Regions from separate parts of the Sus scrofa genome. Here regions 1 and 2 are each linked to region 3. Evidence: chromatin contacts called from public Hi-C and HiChIP or PLAC-seq data. All regions are on one chromosome and are shown on one strand. Each heading gives the region's core, a stretch centred on a gene start, on an enhancer-like site or on the middle of the called end of the contact. The rest is flanking DNA. Distances are from core to core; before and after follow the strand shown.

The links. Hi-C and Micro-C count contacts between places; a contact is called where the count stands out from the background. HiChIP or PLAC-seq counts read pairs in DNA pulled down with a chosen protein or histone mark.
Region 1: a contact with region 3 is called in a Hi-C map of brain, with 2.7 times the contacts expected there. The contact joins the enhancer-like site here to the promoter of CEP85L in region 3. A contact is called at or near these places in 2 of 5 promoter capture datasets (fetal liver and liver), 13 of 47 Hi-C or Micro-C datasets (brain, embryonic fibroblasts, fetal heart ventricle and 7 more) and 1 of 2 datasets of contacts at active chromatin or transcription factors (alveolar macrophages).
Region 2: an H3K27ac HiChIP or PLAC-seq map of skeletal muscle shows a contact between it and region 3, with 4 times the contacts expected there. The contact joins the enhancer-like site here to the promoter of CEP85L in region 3. A contact is called at or near these places in 2 of 5 promoter capture datasets (fetal skeletal muscle and liver), 12 of 47 Hi-C or Micro-C datasets (embryonic fibroblasts, fetal skeletal muscle, heart right ventricle and 6 more) and 2 of 2 datasets of contacts at active chromatin or transcription factors (alveolar macrophages and skeletal muscle).

Annotation. Positions count from the first base shown.
Region 1 is chr1:43,273,075-43,275,774 of Sscrofa11.1, reverse strand. No RefSeq gene overlaps it. Among named protein-coding and RNA genes, the nearest start is that of ASF1A, 59 kb to the right of the region's middle. Within about 2 kb of position 1,409, at least 19 of the 83 cell types and tissues checked have an H3K27ac peak or open chromatin away from gene starts, as enhancers often do. A contact at or near this core is called in alveolar macrophages and brain, where this site is marked.
Region 2 is chr1:43,294,258-43,296,957 of Sscrofa11.1, reverse strand. No RefSeq gene overlaps it. Among named protein-coding and RNA genes, the nearest start is that of ASF1A, 81 kb to the right of the region's middle. Within about 2 kb of position 1,322, at least 2 of the 83 cell types and tissues checked have an H3K27ac peak or open chromatin away from gene starts, as enhancers often do. A contact at or near this core is called in skeletal muscle, where this site is marked.
Region 3 is chr1:43,391,324-43,394,023 of Sscrofa11.1, reverse strand. CEP85L (centrosomal protein of 85 kDa-like) reads right to left here and starts at 1,394. Exons shown (of 15, transcript XM_003121248.5): 1 at 977-1,394. The coding sequence starts at 1,049. It overlaps LOC110260246 (a long non-coding RNA gene), which reads right to left. Exons shown (of 2, transcript XR_002343179.1): 2 at 2,498-2,700.

The DNA of each region.
Region 1 (2,700 bases), core at 160-2,659, 120 kb after region 3:
CCAGCAATTTCATTACTGGGTATATATTCAAAGGAAAGGAAAATAGGATCTACACCACCATGTTCAATGCAGCATTATTCACAGCAGCTAAGATAAGGAAACAAGCATTTATCAATGAGGAAGAAAGAAGACAGACATGTATACAATTGGACAGTATTCATCCATGAGAAAGTACATCCTGCTGCTTGCAACAACATGGATGGAGCTCCAGGACATTGTGCTAAATGAAATAATCCAGACCGAGAAAGACAAATCTTGTAATGACATCATTTGTATGTGAAATCTAAAAAAGCTGAATAAAAACAGAGTAGAAGGGTGGTTACCAGGGCCAGGAAGTGGAGGAAATGGGGAGATGTTGGCGAAAGGCCACAAACGTACAGCTAGAAGATGAATCAATTCTGGAGATCTAATGCACAGCATGATGATTTCAGTTAATAATACTGTATTATATAATTGAAAGTTGCTAAGAGACTAGGTCTTAATTGTTCTCACCACAAAAAAGAAATGGTAATTACTTAACGTGATGGAGGTTGGCTGGCATGATAGTGGTGATCATACACTGTATAAATGCATCAAATCAACACGTTGTACACTTTAAACCTACTCTATGTCGATGATGTCTCAACCACAAAAAAATAATGCAGGCTATTGCTTGTGGGAGATTCTGTGTGTTTTTTTTTTTGTTTTGTTTTTTGTTTTAAATTTCTGATTAACACAAATCTGAGGATCTTGTGGATAGGAATCTGCCTGTTCCCCACCTCCCAAAGGAATCACATTACTGAACGTATATTCTTTCAGAGTCTGCGCTTCTATAAAATGGACTCTGGCTTCAAGGCTCTCAGGGCTTCAAGGCCCTGCCACAGTCTAGCTCTTCAGGTGCAAAGTCTTCAGAAGAAGGAGCACTGTTCTGTGATGCTCAAATGGGGTTCCCCGCCCCCACCGGCTCTGGCCCAGCCCTCAGTGGGCCTGTGTGTCTGCCTGGAGCGCCCAAGGGGCCTGCTTTTGGAAGAAACTTTTTCATCATGAGTTGAATGCAGGCAGGTCTCCAGCTTCAGCTGGTGAGTTCAGGCATCCCAGGCTTTTGAGTTCCTTTGTCAGCGATCCTCCACGCCCCCTAGTGGTGTGAGCCACAGAGAGAACGGGCTGGCCTAGATTCCCTTTCCGGGGGACTGGGACTTGTCAGAGCCACCTTTGTTCAAGGGAAGTAAGCACAGGAAACGGACACACAAAACCCCTTCCGGACAGTTATCTAGGGTCCAGCTTTTTAATGAGCAAAAGCTCCCCATGAAAAAAAGTACTTTCACACATTTGATGGGGGGAAAAAAAAAGGGCTACTTGGCCGGGCTGCACCTCGCCATCCCCCAGGGCAGCCTCACAGTGTTCCGCCGCGACAGTGCCCAGAGCCCAGCGGATGCCACAGCCCGGCTTGGCGTGGCGAAGCACAGCCGCCTTGAGGTGTTACTGCCTTTCCTTAGGTGCTGAACCAGGGCTAAGGTGTGGAGAAATCCCCTGCTTTGCATATGCAGCTGCCCAGGTCTGCCTGTAAAGAAAAGGGAACTGCCCTCAACCCAAGTGCCTGTAGGAGAGGGCTGCCCACACTTTTCTCTCTGAAAGCACTCCATGACTGAATGGGAGATGAGACAAGACCCTTCTGACTTTGGCCTTGCCCTGATATAGTCATATTTCTTTGGGGGAATTGTCATGATATATATAGGTGACTTGGGGCACTGATTTTGGAATCAGTTTCTCCTCCTCCAGAAGCCATTTGTTAGCTGTGTGACCTTGAAAAATTAACATAGCCCCCTCTGATCATGTTTCCATCTATAAACAGAGTTGATGTTACCTTTCTTACATAATTGCTATGAGAACTAAGTATTTATTATCTACCTATCTCATACATACAGACCAAGGTACATCAAGTGTCTAATATGACACCAAGCAGAGTAGGTGCTCAATACCAGGCAGTTCCTTCCTCTTCCCATATCTTCTCAATTGTCCACTCAGATCTCTCTGTGCCTGGGAGGATGGCAGTTGGTACATGTCATGAGGCAGGACATCATCAACACCCTGGCATCACCCAACTCCCTGCCACATACATGGCTCTTGCTCCAGAGAGGGGCAGGATGACCAGACTCAGGTCCTCTGCTTCTGAAATTTCTCGGGTCTAAATTTTTGCTTGGCAGGCTTTTTGTTTGATTGATTGGTTTGGTTTGGTTTGAAATGACACTGGAGATCGGATGCTTGGGATTTGTTTTGCACTTCGCTTTGGAGGGACAGAAACAATCTCATTTTTCTATAGTGAGTGGGAGTTGCCTTTAATCCCCTGAGATTCTCTTCTGCCCCAGGGACTCCCAAGTTTCCTTTACTGAGTAAATAAATTAGAACTGGTCGTGGGTGCAGAGAGGGCAATAAGGAGGGGACTCACCAGAGCTAGTGCCCTGCAGTTCTGGTCACATCTTCTTCCAGTGTCATGTGCAAAAGGTCTGCCATTTCAGCCATTCCTGGTTGAAACATAAACCTTGGTGCTCCTGGTGGAATAATCAGATGTCTCATGGAGATAAAAAGCAGGGGAGGACAGGAACCTGCTGACCATGACACTTGCCACTTGCATGAAGATCTGCTCTTCTGCTTTTGGTCCTGGAATCCTAAATCCATCTAATCCTTGGGGGCAGGGCAGCTTTTTAGGAGCAGTTCTGACAG
Region 2 (2,700 bases), core at 73-2,572, 97 kb after region 3:
GGAGAGAGATAATGAAGATGAAGACGACTAAATGTCAAAGGGGTAGGATGAAACCAAAATGAATATAATATACAGAAATTAAAGAAAAAGGCAAGTTCTGGAGGGCAGAATTAGGCATCAGAACTTGTGTCTGACTCAGCAGGACTTCCATCACCCTAAGAACCATAGTGATGGACCCAGATCCTGAGACTCTAGCTCCAAAGCCCTTTGGCCCTACCAGCTCGAGTTAGAGGCCATTTTGTTGGCATCTCATCTATAGCTCCACTCTGCCTCTGTCCCCACCCTCATCGTGCACAACTGCTGGCATAAGACTCCCTCTTGTTTCTGGTTACTCCACTTCTGTCACTGACTTGTCCCAGTGTATGTGAGATCCTGCTGTTCCCACCTCTCCACTTGTCCTTCCCACTTTCCCTATTCCAACAGTCTGGCTTCCTAACCCTGACCTTGATGACTGACCTCTGGTAGTCTCTCTAAAGGCCAGCCTTTGGCTCTCTTTCCATTCAGGATGGCGCTTCCTGGCTGATGCCCTGGGGTTCTACCTGTACTGTAGAATAAGACAGCGATCAGCACAGAGCAGAATGTCAAAGAGAAAGAATGAGATGGAGACAACATTCCAGGTGATATCTGAGTGAGCAGTTTCAATAACACAGACGTGGATGTGGGGGGTATTATCCTTAGGGAAATAAATCAGAGAAAGACAAACAGTGTGTGTCATCACTTACATGTGGAATCTAAAAAAGAAAGCACATGAATGAATATAACTAAACAAAAACAGACTCATAGATAGAGAGAAGAAACTAGTGGTTACCAGTGTAGAGAGGGAAGTGGAGAGAAACAAGACAGGAGTAGGAGGTTAAGACATACAAACTACTATGTATAAAATAAATAAGCTAGAAGGATGTAATGTAAAGCACAAGGACTAGAGCCAATACTTTATAATAACTTTCAATGATGTAAAATCTATAAACATATTGAAATTTAATACAGAAATTAAAGAAAAAGGCAAGTTCTGGTGGGCAGAATTAGGCATCAGAACTTGTGTCTGATTATACAGTATACCTGAACTAGTATAATATTGCAAATCAACTATGGTTCAATAAAAATCAATAAATCAGTGGTTCTCAAAAAAAAAAAAACACAAACTCCAGAGTCTAAAAGAAAGGGAGGGGCAGGAAAAGATAGAGATAAACCAGAAAACAAAAGAATGGCCAGATGAAGCAAGTAGGCTGAGGCAGTTTTCTGACCCACTTCTAAGTGTCTTCATTTCCCTCTTATCCCAGAGGGAACCTCTCTCTGAATGAGATCAGCGGAAACTTTCAGGGGACAGCAATTGGAAACGGCTGGCTTAGGTGACATGCATGACCAGGAGAAGGCATTTCCTTACAGCCGCTTCTGATAAGGACATGCTTTCAGCTGCTGCCTGCTTACTGCTCCTTCAAAGGAAAGCTCTGGTTGCCCTACTGAGTTCTAAGCTCTCAGTATCCTGTCTGTCTTTTCATGCCCCCGCTAAACAGAGAAAGAAAGAAAAGGAGGCTGAACTTCCAGCTCTGCAGATCCTTCTTCTGGAACTATCTTTTCCCGTCTAGTTTGAACAGTCAATGTGCTTTCTTAACATCCTGTTCTTGGCCTTTCAATCTCAGTCTGAAACAAGAGATGCTGTGTTATATATCTGAAAGTTGCTAAGAGAGGGATTCTTAAAAGTTCTCATCATAAGAAAAAAAACATCTTAATTGTGTGTGGGGATGTGATATTAAACAGACTTAGCATGGAGATCATTTCACAATACATAGAAATATCAAATCATTATGTTGTACACCTAGAACTACTATGTCAATTTTATCTCAATTCCAAAATTAAAGAAAGAAAAAGTGATTTTTTAAAAACAGATAAATACACATTGATCGTTCACTTTTGCCAAAGTAGTTACTCATTTTAAATGGTATCGACATAGGTTTATTAGTTGACTAACTCCCTGACTGAGAGTAAAATTCATTTTCAGATAATTATAACCATTTTTTCTCCTAACAGTCACATGGATAAGAATTAACATTCTTGGATAAAAATCAATTTTATATATATATATATGCACTTCTAGATTTTTTTTTTTCCTCAGTCCAAGTTTGGCACCACATTTTGGTTTGGAAAGTTAAGTTTGCAAGAACTTCATGAAGCATAAGGAAATGCTCCTGTCCTAAATTATAGCTTAGATTGTTGGATGGAGTTGCTTTGCCTGAGAAAAACAAAAGCTTAAGGGTAATAGCACTTAAACGTTCCATACAGCACTTGTAAATTCACAAGTTCTCTGTTCTGTTGGTGGTGGTTCCTATCAGGGCCAGATACTGTGTAAGCAAAGCCTACAATATGTATTCTTTTCACCCCCTTCAGTAACTGAGCCTTGGTTATCTAATTTGTGTCAAGTGGCTTTAGGAGGCTGCCGGGGGCTGTGCTGGAAATGTACGCAAAGATTTATCAGACCCTGGAGGTGTCCTAGAAGTACAAGGTTGGTGGGAGTGATAAACTGCCACTAACCTACTCTAGCTGTACATCAATTCAATTTCCCTTCTGTCTTTAAAGTGGCCTCAGGGAACAGGACATGTGATTAATGGAAAGAACAAGGGCTCGAGGGCCCAATATACCAGGACTGATTCTCTGTTCCATCCTATAATAGCCGCAACCTTGGGCCAATCAATTAAGTAATCT
Region 3 (2,700 bases), core at 145-2,644:
ACATATGGCGGTTTTTTTCTGGATAAGTGGTCCATACAACTTGCAGCTACTCAAGGGAGGGTTCAAAATCCAATTAAGATTAAAGTGCCTGAAAGAACCATTAACGTCAGTCAAATAACTTGTCACAGGTAACCCAAGCCTTTTTTTTTTTTTTTTAATATCCTGATTAGGGGAAGATTTATCCTAATTTGGTGGCTCCTACACAACTTTTAAGCGACGCAGGCATTAAATGGCTGTGCATTACAAACAGGTCCCTTCGCACACCCAACGCAGCAAACCCCAAATTTTCCTTGAAAGGGCCAAGGAGAGGCAAATAGATTAACATTCCGGTTGCTCAAAAATCGATGGGCTCTGGCAGGACATGTCCTCCAGAAAGGACTGCTGGGCGGTAACCAGGTTTCAGGGAGGGGCTGGACCCCTGGGGGGGGTTGCAGCCAAGGCATCAGCCGCAGCCTCCTTCCGCCCCCAAACGCGCCCTAAAGCAGCGGCTGCAGGCGCAGATGCAGCAGCCCCCCGCCCTCCGAGACGCGCCCCGCGCCGCCGCGGCTGCAGCACGGTCGCAGCGACCTTCCCGTCTGGGTCTCCGTGAGCCCCGTTATCCACGTCGGCCGCACACCCCAGGAGGAAAAAGGAGAAGGTCGCACAACAAAGCCCAACCCGAGGAGGCCTAGGCGAGCTGTAAGTTGGGGCGCCGGGGCTGCGGCCGGAGGAGCGGCCGGGACACCGAGCCGCGCGGGGCCGGTGCGCCGAGATGCGGGGCGGACAGGGCCGGGGACGCGGGCCGCCAGATGTCAGCCCGCGGAGCCGGGTGTCGGCAGCCTGGAGGAAGCTGGGCTGGCTGGCAGGCGCGCGGCGTCGGGGGCGGGCGGCCAGGGGGAAGCCAGGCCTGAGGAAGGAGGGGAGCGGCGGCTGAGTCCCGAGGCACCGCAGTCGGCCGCGACCCCCACCGCAGCCAGGGGCCTGTCCCGTTACTTACCCGCGGGGAAGCTGCGGGTTCCGCCTGGGCTGTCCCTGCCGCCGGCATCCGCAGTCAGGAAGCGTCCCCACATTGCGGGCCGGAGTGCCGAGTGGGCCGGGGGCGCCCGACTCCCCACGTCCGTCCTCCGCTGCCTTCGCCTCCTGCCTCTTCGGCGGCGGAAACTTGTGCGGAGCCTGGGCCGAGGCGGCACCGGCGGGGGGCGAGCGGGCGGGCTGGTTAACGGCTGCTCAGCGACGGGCGGGGACCGCAGGAGCCAGATTCGCTACAGCGGCGGCGGCTGCCATGGTCGAGCCGCCTGGGTTGAGGCCCGAGCCAGGGAAGCGGAGGCCCTGCGGCGTCGGCGGCTTGGTCTCCGGCTGAGCCCAGGTTCAGAGGCTCCAGCGAAGTTGCAGCTGCGGCTTCTCTCCGCCCCCTCCGCCTGAGGAGCCGGAGGCCGATCTAAGCGGGGGCGGGGCTTGTAGGGGGCGGGGCCTCGGGCGCTTATATAAGGCGTGCGCGGCGCGGGGCGGAGACTGTGGGCAGGTCCCGGTGGGTTCCTTTACGCAGCTGTGCATTGCCAGCGGCGAATGCTCTTCCGACCTACCAACTGCGTCCCTGGTTTCTCAGCCCGGAGCCATTATCGGTTACGAAGAGGGCGGTAACTTGGTACTGGGTCTAATCTTTAGGTTTTCGCCACCACCCATCGCCCCAGTCCCTTGGGTAGTCCCTCAGGGGCACCTGAGAAAGACGTGGATGACCTGCCTCTCCCCTCGAGGTTTCTTGAGATGGAAGAGTTTTACACAGGAGGGGTTGAGGGAGACTCTCAGCCTCATTTGGGATTAAAGTCGTCAACCATGAATTCCACAAACATCGTTTGTGGGGGATCACTATTGGGGGTAGCGAAAGAGGTCGTTTTCTCAACTAGCAAATTAAATGGGGGGCGGGAGGGTGCAGACAGAGACGGGTACAAAATATCTATCACCTAGAGACTTATGCACACACACACACACAACAGGCAGAAAAAAAGACCCGAGGGTAATTAGTACCAGAGGGTTCAGAGAGGGGCCCGAAATTTTTAATCTGGTAGCCCAGTGTTCCAGATGATCATCAGAAAGGAGTCAAAATGGCACCAGAGCGACTTCCTTACTCCTATACTCCAAGTTCCTCCTTCCACCTGGTCAGTTGCCACTTTTTACCTGAACCCAGAGTGCAGGGGCAGATATCCTGAGGAAGGACAAAAGGGTGCAGCATCGTCTTTTTAAATCTTACTTTTATTGACAATATAATCTTTCCAATATTTAGATACAAAATAGTTCCTTTAATAAATATTGGTCGAACACTGCAGGAGGCAGGCTCTGCACTGGGCCAATGAATCAGGTAAACCTTAATGAGTCAGGCAAATTCTTAACCATCAGCAGGCTTGGAGTCCATTGACTTTTTTCTGTTTTGCTAAGGGAGGCCTTATGTTTGTATTTAAGCATCCTGTAATTGGGAAATACTGCTTAAAACTTTTAGAGATTAAATTACATCTCTGTCTTGTTTTGGGGGGGTTGCTTTTCTTTTCTTTTTTTTTTTTTTCCTTTTTTCCTCACATCTGTCTTGTAATTTATCTGATTGCAGATAAATTTTACATTTACTCCTCCTCCCATAGAGTTCCACTATTTCTCCAAATCATGAGCAGTTGGCCAAGGGTCAACTGTTTCAAAGGATAGAAAATGACAGAAACATGAAAAAATAATGTA